5 separate regions of the Mus musculus genome follow, and all the other regions are linked to region 1. The links are chromatin contacts, called in public Hi-C, HiCAR-type and HiChIP or PLAC-seq maps. All regions are on one chromosome and are shown on one strand. The core of a region is the stretch at or near the end of the contact, and the rest is flanking DNA. Distances in the headings are between cores, read along the strand shown. Region 1 holds the start of Pcdh10 (protocadherin 10). Region 2 holds the start of Elf2 (E74-like factor 2). Region 3 holds the start of Noct (nocturnin). Region 4 has its middle 6.8 kb from the start of Gm35891. Region 5 overlaps Slc7a11 (solute carrier family 7 (cationic amino acid transporter, y+ system), member 11).

Region 1 (2,546 bases), core at 26-2,525:
GCGGGTGCCTGGCGTGGCGCTCTCTGAGATCTCCACTGTCAGGTCGGGCTCTGGGAAGGAGGGAGGGTTGTCATTGATGTCCAGCACTTCGATCTCCACTCGGAACAGCTCCAGCGGGTTCTCCAGAAAGACCTCCAGGTGCAGGACACAAGAGGGGCTCTGCTTACAGATTTGCTCGCGATCTATCTTCTCGTTTACGTACAGAACCCCGGTCTCCAGATTGAGGTCCAAGTAAGGGGTCCGTGAGTTGGCCACCGTCTGAAACCTGCGAGCTGAAAGTTTTGTAATGTCCAAGCCCAGGTCTTCAGCGATATTCCCCACGAAAGTGCCATGTTCCTGCTCTTCCTGCACAGTATAATGAAGCTGGGAAAAGACTCCGTCCACCATCCAGAGCAAGGCAAAGAATAACAGCACAATCATTTCCAAAAGGAAAAGGAAGCAGCTCCCCTGTAGCCAGCCAGCCACCCCGATCACCGCCCCCCAACCACCACCACAAAAAGAATAATAATAATCTAAAAAATATAAATAAAAGTGTGCTGCGTGGGGGGGGGGCTCCTGTGGCTGTATTAAAATTTTGATTCCTTTTGCTTCATTTTAGAGCGTCTCCAAATCGAGCCTCATTTTTCAATCTTAGCGCAGAAAGGGTGACAGATGTCCCCTATGCTCAGCCGTAATCTTCCCACTGACCAATTAATAAAATAACGATCATACAATAGTCAGCCTCCTTTATTCCGACAGTGTTGGCGCAACGCGGCGCTGGCAAATCCCAAGGAGGAAATTTCGATATTTCAAGACTGTCCTAGGTTTGTCTTCCTGCTGATGGGAGGAGAATGTGGAGGAGGAAGAAGAGGAGAAGGAGGAAGATGAAGAGGAAAAGAAGGTAGAGGAGATGCTGCCGGCACCACTGAACATGCCTCTTGATATCAACGGCTGGCAAACGCGAGCGGGGTTAAAGACAGCGAGAAAAATTTTTGCTGGAAAAACACGGAGCCGTTCTGCAGCATAAAACTTTCATTCTCTTCATTTCTCCGGATGGACGTTCCTCTTGTCATTTTCTTCCCTCTGTCTCTCTTTGCATCTCTTGGCTTTCATAGTCTTGTGTCTATTCTCAACTTCACTGGCTCTGGCTTTGCGTGAACACAACCAGCTATTTCTTTTCTGCTGTTTCCTTTGCAAGCCTCTCTCCCTCTAACCTGCCTCTTCTCCTCTCAGTCCATCCTGCCTCCTGCTTCAGCCCCAATGCTTGTGATCTCGGCTGGCAGTTTCTGAGCTCCGAGCGCTCCGCTTCTCTGTTTTTGCGCAGCGCCCTCATTCTGCCAACCAATCGCCGAGGAGCACCACCCACCGAGCGACTGTTCGTTGGCTAAAGTGGCCGTCAAGTAGTTACGTCACGCGGCAGCCAGGAGGGGCGGGGCAGAACGCTCGCTTTGGCTGCGGGAGTGAGTGTGAGTGTGAGAGCAAGAACAGCCCGCAGGTCCCGAGGCGCTTGCAGGGGACTCTGCCGCGGAAAGTTCCCAGTCCCCAGCCGCAGGTAATGGGCAGGGAATAAGAGAGGTTCCCCTGTTTGCATCAGCAAATACGAAAACATAATAGCAACAGCTGCGGTAGCCTCTCCAAGGAGCGGGGTTTCCAGTGACGCTAACATTCTTTTTTTCCTTTAAGGTGTTTTCCCTCCTGCTGATCGTGGAAAGAAATCACCAAGAAGAGGGGAAAGTTGCCCCGGGGCCGGTAGTCATGTAGGGGTTACCAAAGCAAGGGACTCTGGCAGAGATGCGCGCGGACAATTTAAATGCCGGCATAAAATGGCATGTGTCAATCAAAGCTAGAGGGTCAGAAGGGGAGGTGTGGGGAGGATAGACCAGGCTGCAAAGGGAGTGCGGAGGTGAATTCCCCCTAAAGCGGAGGGATTCAGACCAAGGGACTTGGGGCGACAGCTCCTATAGACGGGCAGATGGTTGAACGTCTACCCATCTAATGTCTACCCACAAAATGCTTGGTTACTAAATTAACTCGTTTGGGGACATTGCTTCGAACTGTGAGTACCCCAGTCAAGGACTGGGGGCTTCTTTGTAGTTTATGCATGGGAGCCCGCCATCGTTAAACCCACTCTAGGGCACCGGATCCAGCACCACCCATCACAGCGAGGCGCTAGCAATATCCCTGCGCCTCGCCTGGCCCCGCGCCAGGCAGCAGTGGCGAGCGCGGGCTTTTCTTTTCTTTTCTTCTTTTGCCTGATTTCTGTTTTAATTATTTATTTTTCTTTTACCCTTGGTGATCCATCCCTGCCTCCATAACTAGAGGGGGTGTGGGAAGAAGGTACATGCCCAGCCCGAAGACAGCTCTCTGGAGAATGACCGTGGGGTGGCCGCGAGGGCGGGCGGGGCGGTGCACACGCACACGGGGGATAGAGTGTGCACCGCTGCGGGAATCCACCGGCACGTTTGCACATTCCTGGTGCTGGCCCTCGTCCTCGCTGGCTGGCCACAAGCTGAGTTCGGTGCGAATCCCTGGGGAGCAGTCCGGGGATTCTGAGCCGCGCGCCTGAC
Region 2 (2,546 bases), core at 13-2,512, 6.0 Mb before region 1:
GAGACCTAGCATGCATAACTGCGCCTAAGAAAGACCATTAGCGAGCCGCTGCAAACGCAGGACATCCCGGGCACCGTGTCATTGGCTTTTGTGCCCTGGAAGGCGCGTGAGAGTGCCCTGCTCAGAGGCTCCCCTTTGTGTGAAAGTGTGCAAACCAGAAGCCTGCAGCTCCCGCTGGCTTCGCCCCTTTTTTTTCCCCAATTCGTGGACACTTGGAACAAGATACTCTTCCTCCACACACACGCGCTCCTTCACCCTGGCTCTGAAGATCTCGGGACTTGAGTTACTTCTCGGAGGCGGACGGGACTAGAAGCGACAAAGACTGGGGCGGGCGGTCGCGGCTCCCCGGGACCCCCCCGAACGGGGGCCGCCCGCCGCGCTCCGCAGCTGCGCGCTGGGCCGCCCGCCCGCCGGCCACCGCGGGCACCAACCGCCGCGCAGCCGGGCCGTTGGGCGGTGGTAATTTCTGGGAACGGGGCGGGGTCCGGGGTGGACGAGCTGGGAGGCGGAGCGGGCGGCGCCCCGGGCCGCGAAACGGGCGGGGCGGGGCGCCACGTGCGTCAGTGGCCGGGTGGGGCGGGCCGCGCGCTCCTGCCCGCCAGCGCCGCCACCATCCGCGGAGCCCGGGAGACGCGCGGGGACTCTGAACACCCGGGCTGACAAGAGTTTTATTTTGCAATCGCTCACTTCCCTAATGCTTAATCTACGAGTGCAGAGCGGTCCCTGGAGGTCTTGGGAGGGGAGTCCGGAGTTGGAAGGGGGGTGATGAGGGGTGACAGCAAAGACCTGAGAGTGGCCCAAGAGGTGCGCGTGTCGTCCCGGCCGGGCTGCAGGTGCACGCGCGGCCCCGCCGTCCCCACGCGCTGGTCCCGCGTCCGCAGCGCAGTGCAGCGCGCGACGTGGGGGAGTGGGGAAGCCCCGGGGACGCGGAGCGGGACGAGTGGCGAGCGTCTCCACCTGAGCAGGCGGGTTCGGGCGAAGTTGGGCGCTGAGAAGAGGGCGGGATTCGAGAGCGCAGGAGGCGGGCTGCGGGGGGCCCGAGGGCGGTGGGGAGTATAAATAGCCGGCCCGGTTTGACAGGCGCTGCGGTGACTGGCGGTGTCGCCTCCCCCGGCGGCGCGCGGGGAGGGAGGAGCGCGCGGAGCGGCCGGGTGGGGGAGGCGGACTCCAGTGTCCTGGTGGCGGCGGCAGGAGGCCGAGGGGGAGGAGCCGAGGCGGGTGCGGAGGGCGGGGGCCGGCCGCAGCTTCCCCGCGCCCGGCTGTGTCGCCGCCGTCGCCTCGGCGGTTGGGGGGGATCTGTAGGGTGGCGCGCGCGGGGGGCGCAGCGCGGTTTTGTCTCGTCCTGTGGTGCGGAGCGGCTCGCGCGGTGGCCAGGGGAGGCCCCCTCGGCTTCCCGCAGGACGCCGGGCCAACGGCGGGCGGCTGCGGCGTCTCGGCCGGTCTGCGGCCCTGAGGGAAGGGCAAGGGACTCGGCGACGTGGAGGGAGAGCAGGTAAGAGCGCGGGGACGGCGGAGGCCGGCGGGAGCGAGCGGGAGGGAGAGGGAGGGCGCGGCGAGCCAGCCCGGCCGTCCCGAGTGTCGCCTCCTCCCGGGCGCCCCCGCCCCGCGCCTGTGTTGTTTGCTCGGGCGGCGGCGGAGGGGCTTTCCGGAGGCTGGGGCGGTGACACCGGCGGAGCTGGGGGCAGGGCGGGAGCCCGCACCGGAGCGGCCCGGGGCAACGGTCGTGGCGCCGAGGGACCGCGGCGCGCGCTGTTTACCTCGCGGCGCCAGTCATCGCGCGGCGGCCGGGCTGCCGGGGCAGCGCGTCCCGGGCGGCAGTTTCCGTCGCCGTCGGGCCTGCTCCCCGCCGCCGGGGCGGGCACGACAGGTTGTACTCCGCCGTTCTTTTATTCTCACTCTCCGCCGGCCCTCCGTCGCCGCCTTCTCCTGGTTCCCCGGGGAGCCAGGCTGCGATCACTATCTGTGTTTGCAACAAAACAACAAAAAAACCCTGGGGCTCTTGGAAGCGCCTAGGTCCAGAGTCTCCTCCGGGGTCCTCCGCCGGCGGTGCTGGCCCTTAGGGCATCTCGCGGAGAGTGTCGTGGGCGCCCCGCGCGCCTCGGTACCGATTCTGCCTCAGCGGCGCTGCGCGCGGCGGCCGGACCCACTCAAGACTTTAGTGGGACATTTTTACTCTGTCAGCAAAGGACGGAAAAATAACCCACGGACCAACTTGGTGGACTGTCCTTATGGGAACCACGTTCTCAGCTGTATACCCTTTCTTTAAGTTCTTAGTACTCTATCAATAAGATGGGGGACGCGTCATTGTAACCCTGGAACATCTTTCTCGTGTTCATGACATTACTCTGTGGTTTATGCTTTAATCCGACAGTGAGAAAGTATAATAAAAACTGCGCCTCTGAGCTCAAGACTTTTGTTTTTGTTTTTTTCTCCAAGTCTCAGTTGAGAGGCAAACTGCTCACTTTCTCTAGTGGACAATGTCCATCCGGGCCCTACTGAGATAAGATTGTATATTTGTGGGTTACAGTTTCTTTAGAGTGTTGAAT
Region 3 (2,546 bases), core at 19-2,518, 5.8 Mb before region 1:
CATGAAAGGTTGATTTACCAGGGATTTAAGACGAAGTGGAAGACTCCCCCCCTTCCAAAACATAAATAAATTAATGAGCGTAACGAGTTAACATGTGCTATTACTACCAGGGCTTTGAGAAGATTCAGAGCCTGTAGGCCCTGCAAACCCAAGATCATGCCATTTTTAGATATTTTTTCCCCTTCATGAGGATGTCCACAAGCCGTCTGCAACCAAAGCGTTACCGCCCTGCATCGGGGGGTGGGGGTGAGGGGTAAAGCAAAACGTTAGCGACTGGGGTCACTGTGGCCACCGGGGATTCAGGGGGATCAGACACGAACGCGGAAAGCGAGGCCCCCTGAGCGGCGTTCCCTCCCTCCCGACGCGACGCCGGGGTGAACGCAGGGGACCAGCCCGCGGCGCCCATTCATTCCGCGCTCCCGCTCACCTGTTCGGGGACGCGACCTCGCGGCGCCCGAGGCCGCCGCCGCCTGCAGTTGCGGGGACTTGGGCCGAGATCCGAGCACCGGCGGGGCGAGCGTTCGGCGCGGGCCGGGCACGAGTGTGCGGCGCAGGCCGGGGGCGTCCCTGAGCAGCAGGGCCGAGCAGAGCCGCCGCGGGCTCTGATACATGCCGGGCGCCGCCGCGCTGACGAGCCGGGCCGAGCTGGGCGGGCGACGGTGGGGTGGGGGTGGCGCGGGACCGCTGCGCTGCGGGGTGTTCCTTCCTCCTCGTCCCTCGGCGCCGACCGGGCGAGCTGTGCCGGGAGGCAGACGCGGCGGCGGCAGCAGCGGCGGCTCACTGAGGCGAGGGAGCTAGCGCCGGGGAGCAACCGGCGAGCGGCGGCGGAGCGGGCGCTACCACGCGGTGGCTGCAGAGGGGGGGATCCGCGCGCACGACCAGGGCGCAGTCAGACCCGGACAGCTCCGGCCGAGAATGGACCGTCTGGATCAGTGACAGCGACTGTAGATCTCCCACGGGGCGGAGGCTGGGGGCTGGCTGACACCGCGGGGATTCGTTAGAGAGGCGTTCCGGGAGCCTCTGTCCCCTCCCGCCGGCTGCAATGGGAGCGTCCACAGGCTGGGAATCCCGGGTTGGTGCCAGCGCTGAGTGTGTGCGAGCGCGTGTCTGGGAGAACGTCCTCCCCGAGCTGTGGGCTCCACGCTCCGCGGTGCTGAAGGAGATTAGGCACCAGGACGCGCTGGCTACTTGTGTGGCGGCTGCGACAAGCATCCGCCCCTCAGGCACGAGAGGCGGAAACGGACTGCAGGGCGTTGAGCGTCAGTCCTGCCAGAAGGTCTGGTGGAATTGGCCTTGGAGCTAGCTGGGCCCTGATTGGAGGGCTGGAAGTCACACCTGGGAGACAGCACTGTAGTTATGGAAAATGAAGGCTAAGGGAATTGGGGAGGGGGGGGGGAAACAAAACAAAACAACCCCCCCCAACCCAAAACAACTGCTTGGGATGGGCCAGACGTAATTTGGACTGTTACCGAATTTAAAGCATTATCCATCCAATAAACCACTGAAAAAGCCAAATTGAAAGTGGAAAGCAGGTGCGGCGGTGAGGGCGACCGCCTTTAATCTCAGCACTGGGGCAGGGGCCCGGATCTTCAACATGGTCTGGAGAGATCCGGCCGGCCAGAGCTACACAGTGAAGCTCTGTCTCAAAATAAAAACAAAGAAACAGAAAAACACCAAACAAACAAAACCCTCAAAACAACAACAAGAATACAAACGAACAAAACTGAAAAAAGGAGATGTACTTAATATGCCCACATGGGGTAGAAGGACGAAGAGTTAACCTCTCTCTGGGATCCCAAAATGAGATTAAAGTTCAAATAGAAGGCCAGGGGTATGCACATCTCAGCAGTCCGGGTCAAAGCGATCTGACTAGATAGAACTGTGTGAATTCCCGCTTCCTGAAAGAATTCCCCCTCAAGCAAAGGCCTTTTCCTTTTCCCAGCAGGAGTTTCCTGAAGGAAATTCCCATTTCTTGGGGGGTCCATTGTTTCAATAGTCTGAGAGTCAGATGCACACACCCACATTCTCTTGAGAAAACCCTTATTTTTGTCAGCTCTGTTGCAGGGATGCTAGGATATGGTCAGAGCTGTGTTTTAATCGGATGCCATATGTTCCAGGAAAATGCTGGAGATGTTGCTCAGTGGTGGAGCACTTACACAGCACTTGAGAGGCCCAAGACTCACATTCTCACCTAAGGGGGTATGGAGAGGGAAGGGGTGGGGGGAGGCGGAGAGGGAAGCAGGAGAGAATGAGTTGAAGAAATACCTCAGGTAGGTTGTGTAAGGAGTGACTAACCCTAACCGGGAATGGAAAAGAAACTTTGAATGAGTATCGTCACCAAGGATTCAAAATGCTTTCCAGACCTGGCCTAAAACATCTAACACCCACAGGATACGGATGAATCAGCTGACAAGCCGATGACAGCATCGGGGCCAGGAACTCCTTAGCTGGTCATTATTAGCGTCTGAGGCTCAGTTTTCTTATCTGTACAGCAATCAATCGCCCATGAGTCATTAGGCAAGGCAAAGGGTCATAAGAAGGTAGCA
Region 4 (2,546 bases), core at 14-2,513, 5.7 Mb before region 1:
CTTTTAGATACTGTATAAGAAGACAAAAGGAGCAGGGCAGTGTTGGCGCATGCCTTTAATCCCAGCACTTGGGAGGCAGAGGCAGGCAGGCAGATTTCTGAGTTCGAGACTAGCCTGGTCTACAAAGTGAGTTCCAGGACAGCCAGGGCTATACAGAGAAACCCTGTCTCAAAAAAAAAAAAAAAAAAAAAGGAAGAAGAAGAAGAAGAAGAAGAAGAAGAAGAAGAAGAAGAAGAAGAAGAAGAAGAAGAAGAAGACGACAAAAGGATGTCTAAGGAAAAGGGTTGACTTGTGGGCATGCTTTCCATCCATGGTCACTTTTGTTTTGGGCTTGTGTCCTCACACCGTGCCATGGTGGGATCACATGATACAGGAGGTCAGGCTGCCTCACGCCAGCCTGGAAACAAGAAGGAGAGAGCACAGGGTCCTAATAGTATCTGCAAGGGCATGTGCCCAGTGACCTAACCTCCTGCCCAACCCCTTATAACTTACACCTCCATTCCACAGTGCCACAGGTTTGGGACATAGCATTTAAACCTGATTCTTAAAATGACAGCAGCTAGAACAGAGGTTGGTAGGAAAGGAAGGGAAGTTATAGATTAAATCCTCAAGCCTCTGACAGCTTTGTTCCTCTGCTTTTGGCAAGTAGCGATGACACAGAGATGCTACCTCTGTAGCAGTATCTAGATCACATGCCACCAACCACAGAAGCTGCTGTCCATGGTGCCCTTAGAAAGACCCATTAACCTCACTTTCATGTAGCCTACATCTGGCTTCTGTTTATAACCAGAGTACAGAGGAGGAAGGCCTCTCTAGTGCAGGATATTGACCCCAGGATCTAAATGTAGAAGTCATGTGGGGTGATTTTGCATGTGTCCCTTCCTGATGCCACTTGGAATGGTGTAGGGCTCTCAGCATGGAACATTTTCAGGCTCCTCTTGTGTATGCAACACACACACACACACACACACACACACACACACACACACACACACACACCATCCACTCTAGATAGCTTGCTTCCAGCAGATGACTAAGCAGGGGGCAGCCATGAGATCCAGTAGCAGCTCTTTATGGGAGCCAGTGTGGAAATGTCATGTATCCAGGACACTGTTTTCAGGCACAACAGTTCTGGTGTGGGCCAATGCTGTTTACTGCCAAGCCCACTTAGAACTCTCAGAGTTTTCCCTGCCAGGGCCTCCATCTCTTCAAATTCCTAGAGGAAGCCATTGGTGAGGCATGACAGACTTTGAGCACTAGATGGCACTAAAGGTCCGTGGAACTTTTTTTGGGGCAGCTTTGAGATCTTTAATTCTGCCTTTAGAGGTGAAGAATCCTTGCCAAAGAGAAGAGACCTCGACCATAAATTCCACACGCAGTAGCAGGTTCATAATGCACCGGAGTGACTGCATGCAGTATTTTTTCTCCCTGAGAAATAAAATTTCTCTTTCAATGGAGAAGGTTGTTCCTTTACATCTAACACGAGCTAATGTTAAATCTCTCTCTTAAGTAGCAGAGGATGATGGAGCCTTTAATGTGTGCACTGACCAAGACACAGGGCTGCGTCTGCAGTGAAACGCAGACTGATACCTTCAGGGACCGAGAAGGAGTAAGTCATATATTCTGCAGAGAGAGGGCTGTTTCTCCTCTTAATCATGGACATTTGACTTGTCAAAAAAATGTTTTCTCATTGATTGCCCGAGACAGAATGTACAGGCTAGAAAGACAAGCTTCCCAAAAACCTCCTTCACTTGGAAGAGATGTTAAGGGAAAACTAGTGACTAATATCTTTCATTTAAAACACATTTGCCTGTTGGACAGTGTGACAATAATGTGTTGGTGGGACAGAGATACATTTATTTTTATTTTGATTCTGCTTCTTAACTTCCCCTTGGTATTACCTGAGAAGCAGGACTCATGAACATTAAAATAAGTGCTAAAACGAGCCAACCTATAATACAAGCATCCAGGAGTCAGAGGCAAGAGGACTAGGAAATCAAAGCCCTTTCTGGCTACATTTTGAGATTGAGGACAGCCTGGACTGTATCATACACACACACATACACACACATACACACACACACACACACATACCCCAAAAAAAGAAAAAAAAAAGAAAAGAAAGAAAAGAAAAAAGAAATGGAACATTATCAGAAAAATCTATGTGTGCGTGTATGTATATGTATATGTATATGCATATGTATATGATGTATATGTATATGATGTATATGATGTATATGATGTATATGTATATGATGTATATGTATATGATGTATATGATGTATATGATGTATATGTGTGTATATATATATATATATGTATATATATGTATATATATATATATATATATATATATATTGCCATTCATTCCTCTACCTCCCAGTTTATTTCCATTATCAATCCTTTTATTAGTAGTGGCATACAACAAAATCACTGAAACTTCCTGATTATGATGTTCTTTTTGGCACCTTATTGGCGAACTCTTTGTTTATCAATTGCAAAATGTGAGACGAGGAAAATAGAAAAGCCTGTAACAGACCAGCTAA
Region 5 (2,546 bases), core at 22-2,521, 5.0 Mb before region 1:
CACTTCCTATCAGCAACACCCACAGGGAACGGTTAACTCCTGTCCTGTGAACCAGTGTCTGAGGGCTTTGTCCACTGCAGTGCTGTCAGGCAGTGAAATGGACAAAGCTTCCGGTGTCTGGTCGGTTGCCTCACGTTTCTAGGCAAAGGGCAGCACTAATTTGTGGAAAGCATAATGGGGTCTGCTAATTGCATAACACCAGCTGCATCAAGGACAATGAAAAAAAAATCTTATATTAACAACAACAACAACAACAAACAGCATCCTTTATACAAATGTGCAAGACTACCCCCATGACAGCCTAGGAGGAAAGCTTAGAACTTTGTCTACCATTTATTTCATTTATTTATAGTTTCTGTCGCTTGTCAGGATTGGAATTTTGTTCTAGCCTTTTACAGGAAACCCTGGAAGGAAATGATGGCCTCCTAGGGTGGGGGAGGGCTGACTCCATAAACAGGTTCAGCTGGTAGGGCTTACCCGGTAAAGAACCTCCAGAGTGGCTCACTCCTGTGATGAAATGGTCAACTTGTCTATTGTTTTGATTTATCCTCCCGAACTGAGGTTGGTATGTGAAACAAGTACCCGAAACACTCGCCAGTGTGTATCTATACCTCTTCATACAAAGGTGGCTTTCTGGGATTGTGCAGAACAATTTCTGTCTCTAAATGTAGAATTTCCGAACTGAGCCCCTTCCTCTTATCGGAGGCGATAGTTGATAAAGAGTCAGTAAACGGATCGTTGCTTTGGAGGGACAGAGAAGGCGACTGCTTAGACCTTTGCCCACAGGTCTGAGACAAGGAATGCCGTGGTACCCGCTGCTGGTGATTGTCTTGTGGAGTCAGTTTGACCCTAACGAAAAAGAAGGATTATAAAACATTCACGTAGCACCAGGCTAATAGAAAGTCAAAGAGCAAGTTTGGCCTAAATTGTTTCATTTTATTCCACTTTCGGGGAAAGCATTAATTTGTTCCGTTCTTTCCTTCCTCAGACCTTCTCTGAGCGGCTGCTGGGAAAATTCTCATTAGCAGTCCCGATCTTTGTTGCCCTCTCCTGCTTCGGCTCCATGAACGGTGGTGTGTTCGCTGTCTCCAGGTGAGGGAGTTCATGTATTTTCAGAAACACATTTTTGTTTTAGAGATTGGATGTGATAAGGATAACTTTTAAAGAGAAAAGCAATAGTTCCTCCGAACCTGTTGTTTTTAAAGGGATATGCGAGTTCCTCGTAGATTCCAGTGAAGCAGGTTTCATTCTGTCCAGTAGAGGGCGCTGCGTGTCTACACATAGCCCACTCTGAGCCAGGCATGCTGCATTTTTAAAAAGAGTGAGTCTACAGGGTCTTATAACGGCCTTTATTTCTAGCGATAAAGTCTTTTGTTTTCCTGAAGGTGCCACGAAAAAGAGTAAAATTGAAAGCAGAAATCACCACTCCACCATCGGTAACCATTTTTTTTCCTTAGTTAGATGGCACAAAAAAATCTTTTTTTTTTTTTTTTTTTTTTTGGTCTATGTTACAGTTTAAATTAGAGAAATGTTAACACAACATGCATGTACATGTGTGTACCTGTGCACTGAATGAGTGCTAGCTTGGACTGACACTAGCAATCTAGCACTGAATTTGCCAGCAGCTACTCAAGTATAGGGAGAACTCCACTCAGTGCAATATTGCTATTGTTTTTCCTCGGAGTGATATAAGATATTTCCCAGACACTGTATGTCCTGAAAAGAGACTTATGATGAAATCTGCCCTTTGTTTCCAAAGCACAACTCAAATGACCAGATAAGAAATGTCAAGATGCCTAGCATGAGGAAGATTCGTCCATATTGCTTCGGGGATTTAAGAATGTTACCCATTTGAATGATTGATTCTATAGTCAACTTCACCGTTTTTCTCCCCGCAGGTTATTCTACGTCGCATCTCGAGAAGGGCACCTTCCGGAAATCCTCTCTATGATTCATGTCCACAAGCACACTCCTCTGCCAGCTGTTATTGTTTTGGTAATGCATATTAACAAGTAATGTAGATACAACCTCACAAAACGGTTAGGAAGGAGGGAATAAACCTGACATCCCGATTCACCACTCAGTTGGTGCTCCATGTATCATTTTCTGGGAGGCCAGAGATGTTGCAATGGCTTGCTTCCATGGCGTGCTTTTGATGTGTATTGGATGCCCTGGGATATGACCCACCTTAGTTCCGTTTCACCTTTGCAGAAATTTGTAAGGTGTGAAGGGAAATGAAGGCTGTGGTTTCTCTCCTTGGCCGAGAACCTCAAAGGAAAGAAAAAGAAAAACCCACAAGGTTACAATCTAAACTCCAGACTCAGAGTTCAGCTGAAAGCAGACTGTGCAAAAATTATCCATTGTCTCCTCCTGGCTCCTGCCATACAACGTAATTCAAAGCATAGATGATAAAACACCAAGCAGAGAAATGGTTCTCCAAGAGTAACTGAGACCTGTGAGAGCAAACCTTAGAAGAAAGAAAACCCCTAAATGCAAACTGTGGAATTCTCTAGGATGGGGACAATATTTGTGAAATGTGGGATACA

Evidence for each region. A called contact is a pair of places that touch in the nucleus more often than the background predicts. HiCAR-type assays count read pairs that join an accessible place to other places. HiChIP or PLAC-seq counts read pairs in DNA pulled down with a chosen protein or histone mark.
Region 2: a HiCAR-type map of astrocytes shows a contact between it and region 1, with 6 times the contacts expected there. The contact joins the promoter of Elf2 here to the promoter of Pcdh10 in region 1.
Region 3: a Hi-C map of olfactory sensory neurons shows a contact between it and region 1, with 7 times the contacts expected there. The contact joins the promoter of Noct here to the promoter of Pcdh10 in region 1. A contact is called at or near these places in 3 of 39 promoter capture datasets (cranial neural crest, hippocampal neurons and second pharyngeal arch cranial neural crest) and 1 of 484 Hi-C or Micro-C datasets (olfactory sensory neurons).
Region 4: an H3K4me3 HiChIP or PLAC-seq map of forebrain shows a contact between it and region 1, with 7 times the contacts expected there. The contact joins the enhancer-like site here to the promoter of Pcdh10 in region 1. A contact is called at or near these places in 5 of 39 promoter capture datasets (cranial neural crest, frontonasal cranial neural crest, hippocampal neurons and 2 more), 10 of 484 Hi-C or Micro-C datasets (cardiomyocytes, cerebellum, cerebral cortex and 4 more) and 5 of 115 datasets of contacts at active chromatin or transcription factors (astrocytes, embryonic forebrain, embryonic limb bud and 2 more).
Region 5: a Hi-C map of cerebral cortex shows a contact between it and region 1, with 3 times the contacts expected there. The contact joins the enhancer-like site here to the promoter of Pcdh10 in region 1. A contact is called at or near these places in 2 of 39 promoter capture datasets (cranial neural crest and second pharyngeal arch cranial neural crest), 3 of 484 Hi-C or Micro-C datasets (cerebral cortex and cortical neurons) and 1 of 115 datasets of contacts at active chromatin or transcription factors (astrocytes).

The regions. Positions count from the first base shown.
Region 1 is chr3:45,377,127-45,379,672 of GRCm38.p6, reverse strand. It overlaps Pcdh10 (protocadherin 10), which reads right to left and starts at 1,275. Exons shown (of 5, transcript NM_001098172.1): 1 at 1-1,275. The coding sequence starts at 420. 2610316D01Rik (RIKEN cDNA 2610316D01 gene) reads left to right here and starts at 1,413. Exons shown (of 9, transcript NR_045172.1): 1 at 1,413-1,531.
Region 2 is chr3:51,339,360-51,341,905 of GRCm38.p6, reverse strand. It overlaps Elf2 (E74-like factor 2), which reads left to right and starts at 1,262. Exons shown (of 10, transcript NM_023502.2): 1 at 1,262-1,492.
Region 3 is chr3:51,223,169-51,225,714 of GRCm38.p6, reverse strand. It overlaps Noct (nocturnin), which reads right to left and starts at 1,268. Exons shown (of 3, transcript NM_009834.2): 1 at 428-1,268. The coding sequence starts at 611.
Region 4 is chr3:51,120,903-51,123,448 of GRCm38.p6, reverse strand. No RefSeq gene overlaps it. Among named protein-coding and RNA genes, the nearest start is that of Gm35891, 6.8 kb to the left of the region's middle. Within about 2 kb of position 1,263, at least 32 of the 459 cell types and tissues checked have an H3K27ac peak or open chromatin away from gene starts, as enhancers often do. A contact at or near this core is called in cortical neurons, forebrain and hippocampal neurons, where this site is marked.
Region 5 is chr3:50,380,421-50,382,966 of GRCm38.p6, reverse strand. Slc7a11 (solute carrier family 7 (cationic amino acid transporter, y+ system), member 11) reads left to right here. Exons shown (of 12, transcript NM_011990.2): 8 at 989-1,092; 9 at 1,899-1,995. Among named protein-coding and RNA genes, the nearest start is that of Slc7a11, 62 kb to the left of the region's middle. Within about 2 kb of position 1,271, at least 72 of the 459 cell types and tissues checked have an H3K27ac peak or open chromatin away from gene starts, as enhancers often do. A contact at or near this core is called in cerebral cortex, where this site is marked.